Linked DNA regions of Rattus norvegicus: region 2 is linked to region 1. Evidence: chromatin contacts called from public Hi-C data. All regions are on one chromosome and are shown on one strand. Each heading gives the region's core, a stretch centred on a gene start, on an enhancer-like site or on the middle of the called end of the contact. The rest is flanking DNA. Distances are from core to core; before and after follow the strand shown.

The links. Hi-C and Micro-C count contacts between places; a contact is called where the count stands out from the background.
Region 2: a contact with region 1 is called in a Hi-C map of liver, with 4 times the contacts expected there. The contact joins two enhancer-like sites. A contact is called at or near these places in 4 of 12 Hi-C or Micro-C datasets (frontal cortex, hepatocytes, kidney and 1 more).

The regions. Positions count from the first base shown.
Region 1 is chr10:92,729,987-92,736,165 of GRCr8, reverse strand. The region is part of intron 5 of Pitpnc1 (phosphatidylinositol transfer protein, cytoplasmic 1); the gene reads left to right. It also overlaps the pseudogene Mea1-ps1. Among named protein-coding and RNA genes, the nearest start is that of Nol11, 92 kb to the right of the region's middle. Within about 2 kb of position 1,800, at least 10 of the 93 cell types and tissues checked have an H3K27ac peak or open chromatin away from gene starts, as enhancers often do. A contact at or near this core is called in liver, where this site is marked.
Region 2 is chr10:92,850,079-92,856,420 of GRCr8, reverse strand. The region is part of intron 1 of Pitpnc1 (phosphatidylinositol transfer protein, cytoplasmic 1); the gene reads left to right. Among named protein-coding and RNA genes, the nearest start is that of Pitpnc1, 75 kb to the left of the region's middle. Within about 2 kb of position 1,975, at least 1 of the 93 cell types and tissues checked has an H3K27ac peak or open chromatin away from gene starts, as enhancers often do. A contact at or near this core is called in liver, where this site is marked.

The DNA.
Region 1 (6,179 bases), core at 551-3,050:
AGGGTAAAATGGAAATGTAAGATCAGATCTCTCTTGCTCAAGGTCACCCAGCTAGGTGTGGGGATTGGAACTCAGCCTCGCCACCATCTAATCTCTCTCTAACTGCTAAAAAAGATACATGAAGATAATTCCATAGCTAGAAGCAGAGTATCAAAAATAATAGTTTTCAGAGTTTTTAAAGACGTCTCAGGAAGAAAGGTGGCTCATCTGGAAAGGAGTGAGGTACTGTCTTGATGATGTGTCTCATTCCATTGTCTGTTGCTATAACTGGAGACCACAGGGTGGATAATTTATAAAGAATAAAGGTTAGTCTAGTTTACAGTTCTGAAGGTTAGGAAGTCCCTGGGTGTGTCATATCATACTGTGAGGTCATTGTGCCTGCTGGGATTGTCTGCAGCAGCCTAAGGTGGCACAGGCATCTCCCGGTGAGGGAGAACCATCTGCCTCAGGTTTCCTCATTTGTAAAACTGAATTGGGTCTACTCTTGATGCCTCCTCTTTCCCTAATCCCAAAGTCTCACCTCCAAATACCAGAGAGGCTCAAACTTTGTTCCTCGTAATGCCATAGAATTAAATTTCAATGTAAGTGTAGATGAAGACCCTGAAAAGTTAGCATGGTGGCTTTTCGTTGTAGTAGCAAGAAATCAAGGAAGGATTGTGTAATAAGTGTTTGTCTTAAACTAAACTTGGAGCCAGTGAGATGGCTCAGCAGGTAAAAGATACCTGCTACCAAGTCTCATGACTTGGGCCCAATCCCCAGAGCCTAAATGACAGAAGGAGGGAACTGATTCTTGAAGTTTGGCCTTTAAGCTCCACATGCATGGCAAGGTACAGGGATGATCACGCAAGCGCGCGCGCACACACACACACACACACACACACACACACACGAAATTAAATAAACAAAGTGTAAAAAGGTCAATCTGGTAGGGCAGGGGTAGTACAGGGATATTGCTCAGTGGGTAGAATGCTTGCCCAGCATACACAAAAGCTCTGGGTTGATCTCAAGCACTGCGTCCGACCACACATACAGCTGGGCACAGTGATGCATGCACTAGTCCCAGCACTCAGAGGGTTAGAGGCAGAGAATCAGAAATTCAAGGTCATCCTCAACTACGTGGAGAGTTTGAGGCTAGCCTAGGCTACATGAAACACACACACACACACACACACACACACACACACACACCAGAAAACAAGGAACAGATGTGGGCCCAGGCTGGTCTCAAACTCCTTTTGTTGTTAGGATGACTTTCTGAACATCTGGCCTTCCGTGCCTCTTCCTCTCCAGTCTGCACTTCCCTAGCAATGATGGGGAAGGGATTCAAGGCTTCATGCACGCAAGGCAAGCTACGACACAACTGAGCTACACTCCCAACCCCTGACATTAGCCCTTGGTGGTGAAATACTAACGATAAAGAACCTCACAGGCCAGAATTTGGAGGAACCATCTCTGGAAACCAGATAGTGAGTGTTCTTCCCGATAGAACACTTTGAGATTGTTCCTCTTCCAGGTGGAAGAAAAGGTCAGAGGGCAGGGCAGATACAGGGAGGGAAGGGGGACAGAAAACCAGTTAGCTTGTGCACATGGCCTCTAGCTTCAGGCATGTGAGGAGAAGTCATCGAGAGGAAGAGAAACCAGGAAAGAGGTTTGAAGGAGGTTGGCGAAGGTCAAAGGTCCCCGCTGGTGAGAAACTGGTGACCGAGAAGAGGAAACTGCTCGCTTGGAAGTCTCTGCAGCCTGGTGATTTGGGCAGCTGTGGTTAGCGGTGCCACCAGCCTGCTTGACTGTCCCTTCCCCAGCTGAGCTCTGCCTTCTGTGCGTAGGAGCACAGGAAATGTTGTCAAGTTCGTCTAAGAGTCGTTTGCAGCGTGTGGGAAATTGAGTAGGCCAAGGTCGGAATGAGCCTGCGGTCCAGCCCGAGTCTCTTGGGGGATCGGAGGGTTCAGTGAGGTGACAGGAAAAGGTATCCTGGGATTGACCTTGAAGTTGGACTTGGAAGGAAAGTAAACAGTGTCTGGGCTTCAGCAGGGGATTGTAACGGTAGACGGAAGATCACGGAAGATAGGGGAGCACGTGGACAAGGTCAGCTGACGTGGGAGACCGTGAAGGTCAAAGGAGGAGATAGGAGAAGGCTGGCCTATGTCAACAGTGGACGGTCGAGTCCCCTCCTCAGTAAGGTCCCATTGACCAATCAAAGTACTCACCCTGCTGACACAAGGAGTACTGGGTGCAGGTCTACCTATCAGAGTGTGGGTGAGGGGTTTCCTATGGTAGCATGGGTGGCCCCAAAGCAGCCATACTGGAAAGTTCCTAGTGTGGATGGACCACGGCTCCCCATAGCTGTGTAAGATTAACTTCCCCTAGGCCATACGCCACTAGGGCAGAATTATATACACATGGCTGAGAGAAGTGTCTGGAACCTCATGTGAGGGTCTGGTGACCTTCCTCGACCCCTCCTTGATAGAATGCCGAGTCCCAAAGCAATATTGAGATGGATACTTGCACGCTGACACAAATGATTGGATAAGGATGGTGTAGTGCCTCACGGTGGTTAAGGGTCAAAGTGGTCCATTGATGGCGTCAGTGGGGACAGAGGACTAGAAAGCAGGAGCTAGACTGCTGAGGGCTGTCATGCTGTCAGTGACAGCTGACTTATGATGTGCTTTTGTGTTGTTGGTTTGTTTGTTTCTCCTAAAGAATCTTTGTGATTGTTTTTTAAAACTGAATTGGCGATTTCAACTGTACAACCTCTTCCATAGCAAGCTCTCGGGACCTGTAGGGTTGCAGACCCTAGCCAGCCTCCTCCACCACAGCCTCTCCATGCATTTGGACAATCCGAGCATTTGTCCCAGAACTCAGTGGTCCTCAAAGTCCAGAGTCATAGTCATTGGCTTACCTGGGAGATGGGGACAGGGCCCCACCTAATGGCCCTTCTGTAAAGTGCAAAGGGAGCTGGCAGGCTCAAGAGAAGGGAAAGGGCTCCAGCCACTCCAAAGGAGGGAGTGACTTCCTCCAGGATAAAGGGGCAAGAATGAGTCGGCCTCAGGGGATAATGGTTAATGTCAAAGATGATAATAGCGTTGGAGTTGACCAAGACCAAGCATCCTGTTCACCGCTGAGCTGCATCCCCAACCATGCTACTCCCCAACCATGCTACTCCCCAACCATGCTGCTACTCCCCAACCATGGTACTCCCCAACCATGCTACTCCCCAACCATGCTACTCAGTTTTAAAACCCTGGTCAAAGGTTTACATCCTCATTGTGAGGAAAGGGAAATCTGTCTTCCCTGTCTTTTTTTTTTTTTTTTTTTTTTTTTTTTTTTGGTTCTTTTTTTCGGAGCTGGGAACCGAACCCAGGGCCTTGCGCTTCCTAGGCAAGCGCTCTACCTCTGAGCTAAATCCCCAACCCCCTGTCTTCCCTGTCTTACAGAACCAGTTTGTCATTGTTGTTGTTGTTGTTATGGGGTTTTTTTTGTTTGTTGATTTTTTTGTTTTGTTTTGTTTTGTTTTTGGCAGTGTACATAAGGTGCTTTATTCTCCACAGAGTGATACATGCTAAGGTGGGCTGGGCTTGGGCCAATGTTCATATGTACAGAACTGAACAAAGTGGGTCTCTGAGAGGTCTGACTTGCCTTGGTGCGAAAAGGGACACGGGAAGAAGAGGGATTTTTTTTTTTTTTTTTTTTTTTTTTAGTTTTGTTTTGCTTCTTTTTTTCGGAGCTGGGGACCGAACCCAGGGCCTTGCGTTTGCTAGGCAAGCGCTCTACCACTAAGCTAAATCCCCAACCCCGAAGACAGATGTTAAAACCAGAACTGTTAGTCCTGTGCTGGTCCCGGCCTGGAATGCAGGGAGGTAAGGCAGCTTGCTCCCTGAGTGGTCACTTCCAGGCAGGGGACGCCTGCCAGGCTTGGAGGGCTTTCTGCACCACATCTTCTCACTGAGCGTCCGATATCTCCTGAGCCCAGGCAGGAACCCCTGGCGCGGGCAGGCTTACTCCAGCCATCGTCCTCTTCACCAGTTCCACGTGTTCCAGGTCCATGGGGATTGAGCTGTACTGCACAATGCTGCAGCTCCCTGCTCATCTCCAGCCTCACTCTCCAATGGCGGGTCTGGCAAGTGAAGCTCCAGGGCCTGGATCCGATCTCAGATATCAGCAGCACCATCTTCACCCTGACGTACTGGCGCCAGTCCCACCTCTTCCGGTTCAGGGTCTTGATTGAGGGGCTGGTATGAGTAGCCTGCTGGGCCCGCTCCTGTTTCCTCCTCCTCTTCCTCAGGTTCTTCACTGGTCCAATCCCCAGTTCCTTCTGGAGGACCCTGATGGGGCCCTGAGTCCTCAGTCTGATTGGGGAAGATACGCTCAGGGCCCATGGGATCTCCCCCTAGAACTACTGCTGCCATCCGGGCAGGGGCTTCTCAGAGCCCACAGCCAGACCCGCACCTTCACTTCCGGCGGGGCACGACGTGCTGGTTGTTTGATTTTAATAATGGGTTTTTTTTCCCTCCTTCCAAGTTTTCCAGGGCTGCAGCAAGAATTCCTAAAAACACTCATACTGGCAATCGCATGGCCTCTTGCTTTTCAGTAACAATCGCCTGGGATTCTCAGAGGTTCCACATCCCTCAAGGCAATGCTTGCCCACTGGATCTTCAGAACAATGACTTCACAACCATGTCTGGTTTTTCTCCATGTTCAGGAGTGAATGGGGGGCGTGGGTAGCTCATCTTAAATGTTTAAATTTTAAAATGAGAAAAGGCTGTGGTTGGAATGTGGGGTGCATGTCCCTCAAGGGTGCAGATGCTGCCATTTGATCCCCCTGTTCTTAGGGTCTTACTGCTGTGAAGAGGCACCATGATCAATGTACGTTTTATAAAGGACAACATTTAATTGGGGCTGGCTTACATGTTTAGAGGTTCAGTCCATTATCATCAAGGCGGGAGTATGTCAGCATCACAGCATCCAGGCAGGCGTGGTGCAGGAGGAGGTCTACATCTTCACCGAAGGAAGCCAGGAGCAGACTGAGCATCCTCAGGCAGCTAGGAGAAGGGACTCCAAGCCCACCCCACAGTGACACACTTCCTCCAACAAGGCCACACCTTCTAATAGTGCCACTCCCTGGGCCAAGCATATGCAAACCATCACACCCTGCAAGGGATTAATCCAGCTTTGATATTTAGAGGCGGACTTTTGAGGAGTCCTTAGAAATAGATTAAGTCTTCAGTGTGGGTCCCCATGATTAAAACACAGTGGTATTGAGAGATAAGAACACCCCTGTCTCTCAAACACACATACACACACACACACACACACACACACACACACACACACACACGCATACACACAAAACCTCTTGTCATGTAACACTTCCTGCCACCTTAGAATTCTGCGAGTAAGAGACCGAAGCTGCCAGATGTGGGCACCTCTAGAGAGTCACAAGCCAGACCAACATGCAACACAGAGACACCCTTGAAAACCGAGAAAAGGCAAAGTCCAAAAGTCCTGTTCAGATTGTGTGCGTGCGCTCGTGCGCACGCGTGCATGCATGTGTGTGTGCACATGTTTGTTTGCGTGTGTGTGTTTATGTGTGTCTGTGCGCGTGTTTGTTTATGTGTGTGTGTTTGTGTGTGTGCGCGCGTGTGTGTGTGTGTGTGTGTGTGTGTGTGTGTGTGTGTGTGTGTACGAGCCAGCTCCATAGAGGCCTCTGTGTAGGAGGGCTCCTCCTCCTCATTTCTTTACAAACTTTCCTAGCTCGAAGCTATTTCATTATTGTAATATAGAGCAGGCTAAAGCCAGAAGAAGCAGCTAATACATGGCGGGGGACGGGGAGTGTGTCTCATGAAAAACGAACAGATTTTAAGAGGGAAAAAAAATAAAAGAGGATCGGGTGAGAACGCCAGAGTAGGGAGGAGAGTCTGGCCCCAGAGACCTGAAGGCAAAGGAAACAAGTTAAAAATAAAATCAAGCTGAGGGTGAACCTCAGAGCCCCTCGGCCCGATCAAAGCTGAGTGGAGAGCCCCATTCCTAGAGCCCCACGTCCGGACAATTTATTTCTCCTCTCAGGCCCCACGCGTCTTCGCCCCAGCTGAGATCAAATGACAAAGGACATCTCAAAATACCCACAGCCAAAAGTGCTCAGCCTGTCTCCCAGGTGGAGAAAGAGCGCTTTCGAGAGGCTC
Region 2 (6,342 bases), core at 726-3,225, 120 kb before region 1:
TGATTAATTCATTGCTTTTTTTTTTTTCTTTCTCCTCCCCATCCCCAGTCCTCAAGGACTCAGAGGTTGGGAACTCTTAAGAGGAGGTCAGAAAGGAAGGTTAGAACATCAGAATGCCACAGAGCTAGCCCCATTGAGATCCTTGAATGCCGTGCTGCATTGTGTCGGCCGGCCTCTCGGGAGAGCCCGTGAGACCGCTCGACTGAATTTAAATCCCACAGAAGGAGCCCAGTGTTGGGAGCTTTATAGAGTCCTCAGCAGCTTTGGTCATCATTTTATGACCCCTGACCTTTAGGGTCATTTAAGCATGTTGCGAAGTGTAGTATTGCTAGGTATAGGACACAGAAGGGCACCTTGCATTCTGGGTGCTGGAGCCCCTCACACACCAGTCCCGTTCTGTCCCACGGAGCCACACCCACCTGGAGAGAATAGGCTGGAGAGTTCATGTGCCAGGATGGCGGTGTATAAACCCCCTGTAAGTCTCTGGTTTGACCAAACATAGGGTCTCACATGGCCCAGGCTAGCTTGTGGCTTGCTACATAACTAAGGATGTTCTTGATTCCCCTGCCTCCGCGCCCTGAACCACAGGTATGCACCATTGTGTCTGGCATGTGGGTAAGAGTGTCAGGTTTCTGCACCTCTGGCTTCAGTGGGACCCTCTGGGATTGCTAGGGCACGGTGGCACCCGGGACGCTGGGCAGTTCTGGTGTCTTTCAGCTACTTCCTTCCAAACACATCGGGAAGTGAGGAAGGCTCAGCAGGGACAATACATTTTCTTCCCCAGACAATCCAGCAGCCAGTCTGGTTCTGCAAAGAAAAGTTTCTCTTACGAACAAGACTTTGACCTTAACTTTCGGCAGGGTTGTAGTGGGTTATCCTTCTAGTGAGGTTCCCTTAAATGCTTCTGGGACCAGTTTTTGCTTCCAAGCCACCTGAGAAGGCTGAGAAGGCCCTGAGCCACCGAGGAGATGTTTTTATGAATTCTGGTTTCTTTCCAGATCCAAGATCTAGGGAGGGCAGTGTGAGGTGGTGAGAGGGAATCGCACCCACCTTTCCCCTCCTCTCTCTGTCCCTCTCACCTTCCCCCCTTCTTTCATCCTTTCTTTCACATTTTTAAAATTGACTTTGTGTGTATAGTGTGTGTGTGTGTAGTGGGAAGCTAATGTCCCGGGGATGGTGGGGAGGTCAGAGGACAACTTCTGGGTCCTGGGACTTGTTTCTAGTGAAATTTAAGCTGTCAGGATTGGTGTGAACATCTTTCCCTGCCAAGCCATCTCCCTTGCCCCTCCTTCTTCATTTTTATTTGGGTTTGGCGTGATTGGAGTATTCTTTAAATGAAGGCTGTCACAGGCTGTTGAAGTGGCAATCGCCAAGTGGTGACTCTGGGGACTAGGGATTGCTTGCTCTCTTGTTATCCTAACTTGTCTCATCGGAACCCAATACGCTTTGTTTGTTTCACTTGTGCCCTGAGCAGGACTCAGGGCAAACACCGAGTTCTGTAGCTGAAACATGAAGTCTTCAAGATACAGAGAGGGGTATGCTGTGCGTGTATGTGTGTGTGTGTGTGTGTGTGTGTGTGTGTGTGTGTGTGTGTGTGTGTGTATCTTGTTAAAATATCCCCATGCTCTGGGAATAAAATAACACCTACCCAAGGAGATCAACCTGGTCTGGAAGGTGTTTTCTAGGACAGTATTAGAAAGCAGTATACAAAGTCACGTGGGACACCTGAGATGGTCCCTAATGGGTATCCTTAGGGACGTCCTGAGGGCTTAGAAATGAGCTGAACAAAGCTGGTCATAGCGGCATGTTTCTGTAGACCCAACTCCCTCAGGGGAGAAAAGGATCCTGAGTTCGATTCTAGCCTGAGCCTACATAGCGAGACAATGTTTCCAAAAAGAATGAATTGAGGGCTGAGCAGATGGCTCAGAGACTATGAAGAGTGCTTGCTATGTAAGCATAAGGACCAAAGTTCAACTTGACAGAACCATGTTAAAATCTGGACATGGCTGGCCCTGTGCCCGGAATCCTAGCACTGTGGAGTGGGGTGGGGGTGGGGGAAGATGCAGACGTAGGAGCCCACCAACCTGGCTCCAGGTTTCCTGAGAGACCCTTTAAGGAAGAAGGTAGAATGTTTGAGCAGGACACCCAATGTTCTCCTCTGGTCAATGCGTATGGGTGCGTGTGTACATACATACCCACAAGCACAGAAATAAATATTAAAGTTAAAAGAGGTTCAATTCGTTCAAATAAAAAAAATGTAATAAAGCCAGGCTTGTGGGCGACCGGACAGGGTCAATTTCAGGTTCTGAAGTGAAGTATTAGAGCTACTGGGTTCAGGGTGGGCTTGATGCTCAGTGGGCAAAGCGCTTGCTGCAAAGCAAGGCTGAAGATCCGGGTTTGGTGGTGAGAATCCTCCCAGCGCAGGATGGATGCTCGCTCACTCCCTGAGGTTGTGCTGTGACCTCCACTTTGACACCAAGGCCTCCCGTCTGCTACACACACAAAATAAACAAAAATGTAACGAAAACGTAAAGAACGTGTAGACGTATTAAAACCAGTAATAAATGAATTAAAATACTTTATTATTTTTAAACTGTGTATATGTATATGTGCATGTGGATGCAATTGTCCACAGAGTCCAGAAGAGGGTGTCAGATCCCTATAGGTGACGTTTCAGGCAGTTGGGAACCACCCAGTGGTAGGTGCTGGGAAAAGAACTCTGGTCCTCTGCAAAGAGCACCAAATGTTCTTAACCCCAGAGCCAGCTCTCCAGCCCAGTGCATTGTTTTGAAGAGAAGGCTTTGGGTCCTGAAGTCTGGCTTTAAATTCCCAAATGCATCTCACCTGCAGCCCCGTCCCCCGGGCCGCCCTACCTATCCCTTCCCTGGTTCAGCAGTGCTGTCCCATCCTGGCTGGCTCCTGTTTCTCTCAATCCTTCCACATTTACTAAACAGAATCTTCTCGTTCATCTCCATTTATCTATCGATCTGATTATTTATTTATTTATCTACTTAAATATTTATTTAATGTATGTGAGTACACCACAACTGTCTTCAGACACACCAGAGGAGGACATCGGATCCCATTACAGATGGTTGTGAGCCACCGTGTAGTTGCTGGGACTTGAACTCAGGACCTCTGGAAGAGCACTCAGTGCTCTTAACCGATGAGCCACCTCTCCAGCCCCCGATCATTGATTTCTATCAGAATGATCTCACAGATACTTATTTTATTCTCTGAGTGAGAGATGTTTTTAAAACAAGCAAGCAGCCTCCCTGAATCATATGGCGGGAGGTAACAGGGTAAACAGTGGATTCTGGGAAAGCAGCAGTAGTCAGTGTATCTGTCTGTGGGGAGATTCCCAAGGCCAGCAAGGACTGGATGCAGAAAGGAAGGCCAGGGAAAGCCAGCAGGGCAGAAAGTGTGGGAAGGTTCACATCAGAGAGAACATGGAAGGGGCGATGGTTCATTTACTTCTGTCTTCTCAGAGATGACTTTAAGGTGACAGTGGTGGGAAATTGGCTGTTGTGCCTAGGATGCTTGGCTGAAATTCCTGGCTCCTGGAGTGGTGTCTTTGTGCCTCAGAATAATTAATCATTCTGTTTTGCACACCAGGGGACTGTCAACAGCATCTCTGACCTCTAACCCTTAGTTGCAAAGAACATTGTCTCTCTTGTCACCAGAGGTCCCCTCATAATGTCCCCAGGCAATGCCAGATGCTTCCTAGAAACCAGGTCACCCATCCTAAGAACCAGGGATGCAAAATGGTTCACACCATCCTGCCAGGAGGCAGTGCCTTGTTTTTTGCTGTTGTATCATGTCCGTACTCGTTTAGTGTGCGTGCACATGCTGGCTTGGCTTGTATACACATATATACCCAGAGGACAACTTGTAGGACTCAATCCTGTCTTTCTGCCATGTGGGCTACTGGGATCCACCTCAGGTCATTAGGCAGTGGCAAGTGTCTTCACCCACTGAGCTGTCTCACCAGCCCCTAAGTCGTTGTTTGAGACAATGGGACCTGAAACTCACCAATTAGTCGAGGTTGGCTAGCTAGCAAGTCTGTCTCATTTTTTCTAGCCACCGTCCCCATCTTTGCACATGGTTTCTGAAGACCCAAACTCAGGGCATCATGCTACATGGCCAAGCAGTTTACCAGCTGAGCCATCATGAAGGACCTGGCTCTCTTGGGGACAGTTGATGGTCCTCATAGCCTTCATCCAACCAAATGGGGAGACATGTTCTAACTCAAAGAGGGTGTGAAATGATTCCAAAGTGTGCTTCTGTGTGTGTAGCCTCCGTGATTCATGGCGGGGGGTGGGGGGGAGGTTGTTTTGCTTATTCTGTGGTTTCTGTGTGGGCCTCGAGAGTTGTCTCTGGTTGTTATGACAGTTGGGGACACAGAAGCACTTCTCACCCGTTAGTCGCTGAAAGTCTGTTTGGTTTCAATCCAACACAACGCCTACCAAGCTGGGTGTACACTGGTTGCTGCTAGAGTCATTTCCTAGGACAGCTGGGGGACGTGGGGACTTTTACTCCCTTTCTCATTTATCTTCGAAGACACTTGCATGTTGGCCTAGGGTGGGGTTCTTTCCCCCATTCTTTTTCTTTTCCCATTGCTCAGTATTTCTGAGGTTGACACTTCAAACCTAGCAAAGGTGACAGAGGTTAAGGGGACAAGCCAGGGCTGAGGCCTGAGGGACCTTGTGTAGCCACTGATGCCATCTGTTGGTGGCTGGCAGAACTGATGCCCTTGGTTGTGCTGGAGCACCATTGATTGCCCAGAGTTGAAAGTTGACAGCCGAGAACCTTCCTCTCACCAGCAACATAGACCCGGCAGGAGAGAGAAAAGTGGGCTGGCGTCTCAGGTCAGCTTCAGGAGTTAAGTGGTGCTAGAAAATTTAAAAGAGGATTTTTTCCCCCTCCAAGGTCCTGCCAGGAATGCTATTGGGACCTGAAATCCATTTAGGAGTCATCTGTCAGCTTAGAAATCTCACCTTGGGGAATCAGCAGAGCCACAGAGAGCACTCCAAATAGCCACCAGCAAAGTGTGGGTCCGTAGAGTAAGTACGCGTGATCGCTTGTTTGTGGGATTGCATTATTGAGGAACACAACTCCATACTCACGAAAGCAAGGAGGATGGCAGCCCACGGAGCGGTGACAAGATTCTCTCTTCTTCCAAAGGTCTTTCAGCTGTTACCCATTCTGTTTCTGCACCAATCCATTTGAACCAAGGTCTTCATTTTTCTGATAATAAAGCTGAGATCCTGTGGCTGGGAATGATAAGAGTATTGCCTGGTATTAATGAAGCCATGGGTTTGATGACCCTCAGAACTACAGAAACCAGGGGCAGGTGAGGCACTGGGGAGGTAGAGGCAGGAGCGTTCCAAATCCAAAGTCATCTTGGCTACGTAGCGTGTTCAAAGCCGGTTTGATAGACCTAAGACCATGTCTCAGAAGTCAAGTCGGTGAACGTATTCATTGATGGAGCCCTTGCTAATGTGGAGAAGCTAGGTTCCGTTCCCTAGAGCATCACAAAGGGAAACCCAGATAGATACCTGGGCAGGCCATGGAGGTATGCACCGGTAATCCAGCACCTTGGAATGTTGCTACCAGAGGATCTTGAGTTCTAGGTCCACCTGTGCTACTTGAGGTCCAGCCTGCATCACAACAGCAAGACCCTATCTCAAGAAACACAGAGATAGGGCTGGGGATTTAGCTCAGTGGTGGAGCGCTTGCCTAGGAAGCGCAAGGCCCTGGGTTCGGTCCCCAGCTCCGGAAAAAAAAAAAAAAAAAAAAAGAAACACAGAGATAAAAACAAAAACACCACCAAAAGGCCCCTCCTAAATCCTCAGAGATTAAATCCATCCCACGGTATCACCAGCTGGCTGGTTCATGAGGCCAGCCAAGGTGGCTTAGCCAGTGGAGATGGTGACCTAAGCCCAAGGTATCCTTTGGCCTCAAAAACACACGTTACAGCACAGGATAAAAATGAGACACTCAGTCCAGCCAGCAGGTCCTTCATTCCAGCCACAGATAATGAATGTCCCAGAGGTAGGGCAGGAAGGATGCCTAGGTGGGAAAGTGTGTGCCGCACGTGCGTGTGTGAGGATGTAGGTTTGATCCCCATACAGGTAGAGCTAGGTGTGATGACTTATAACTCAAGGGGAATGGTGACAGTTGGATCCCTGGGGCTCTCTGGCCAGCCAGCCTAGCCTATTGGGTGAGCTCTAGGCACAGTGAGAGACCGGAAGAATGGGTGGCATCTGAGAAACAACCATCTAGGTTGACCTCTGACCTCCACATAGAGGTCAACCTCCACATAGATGAACGAACACACAC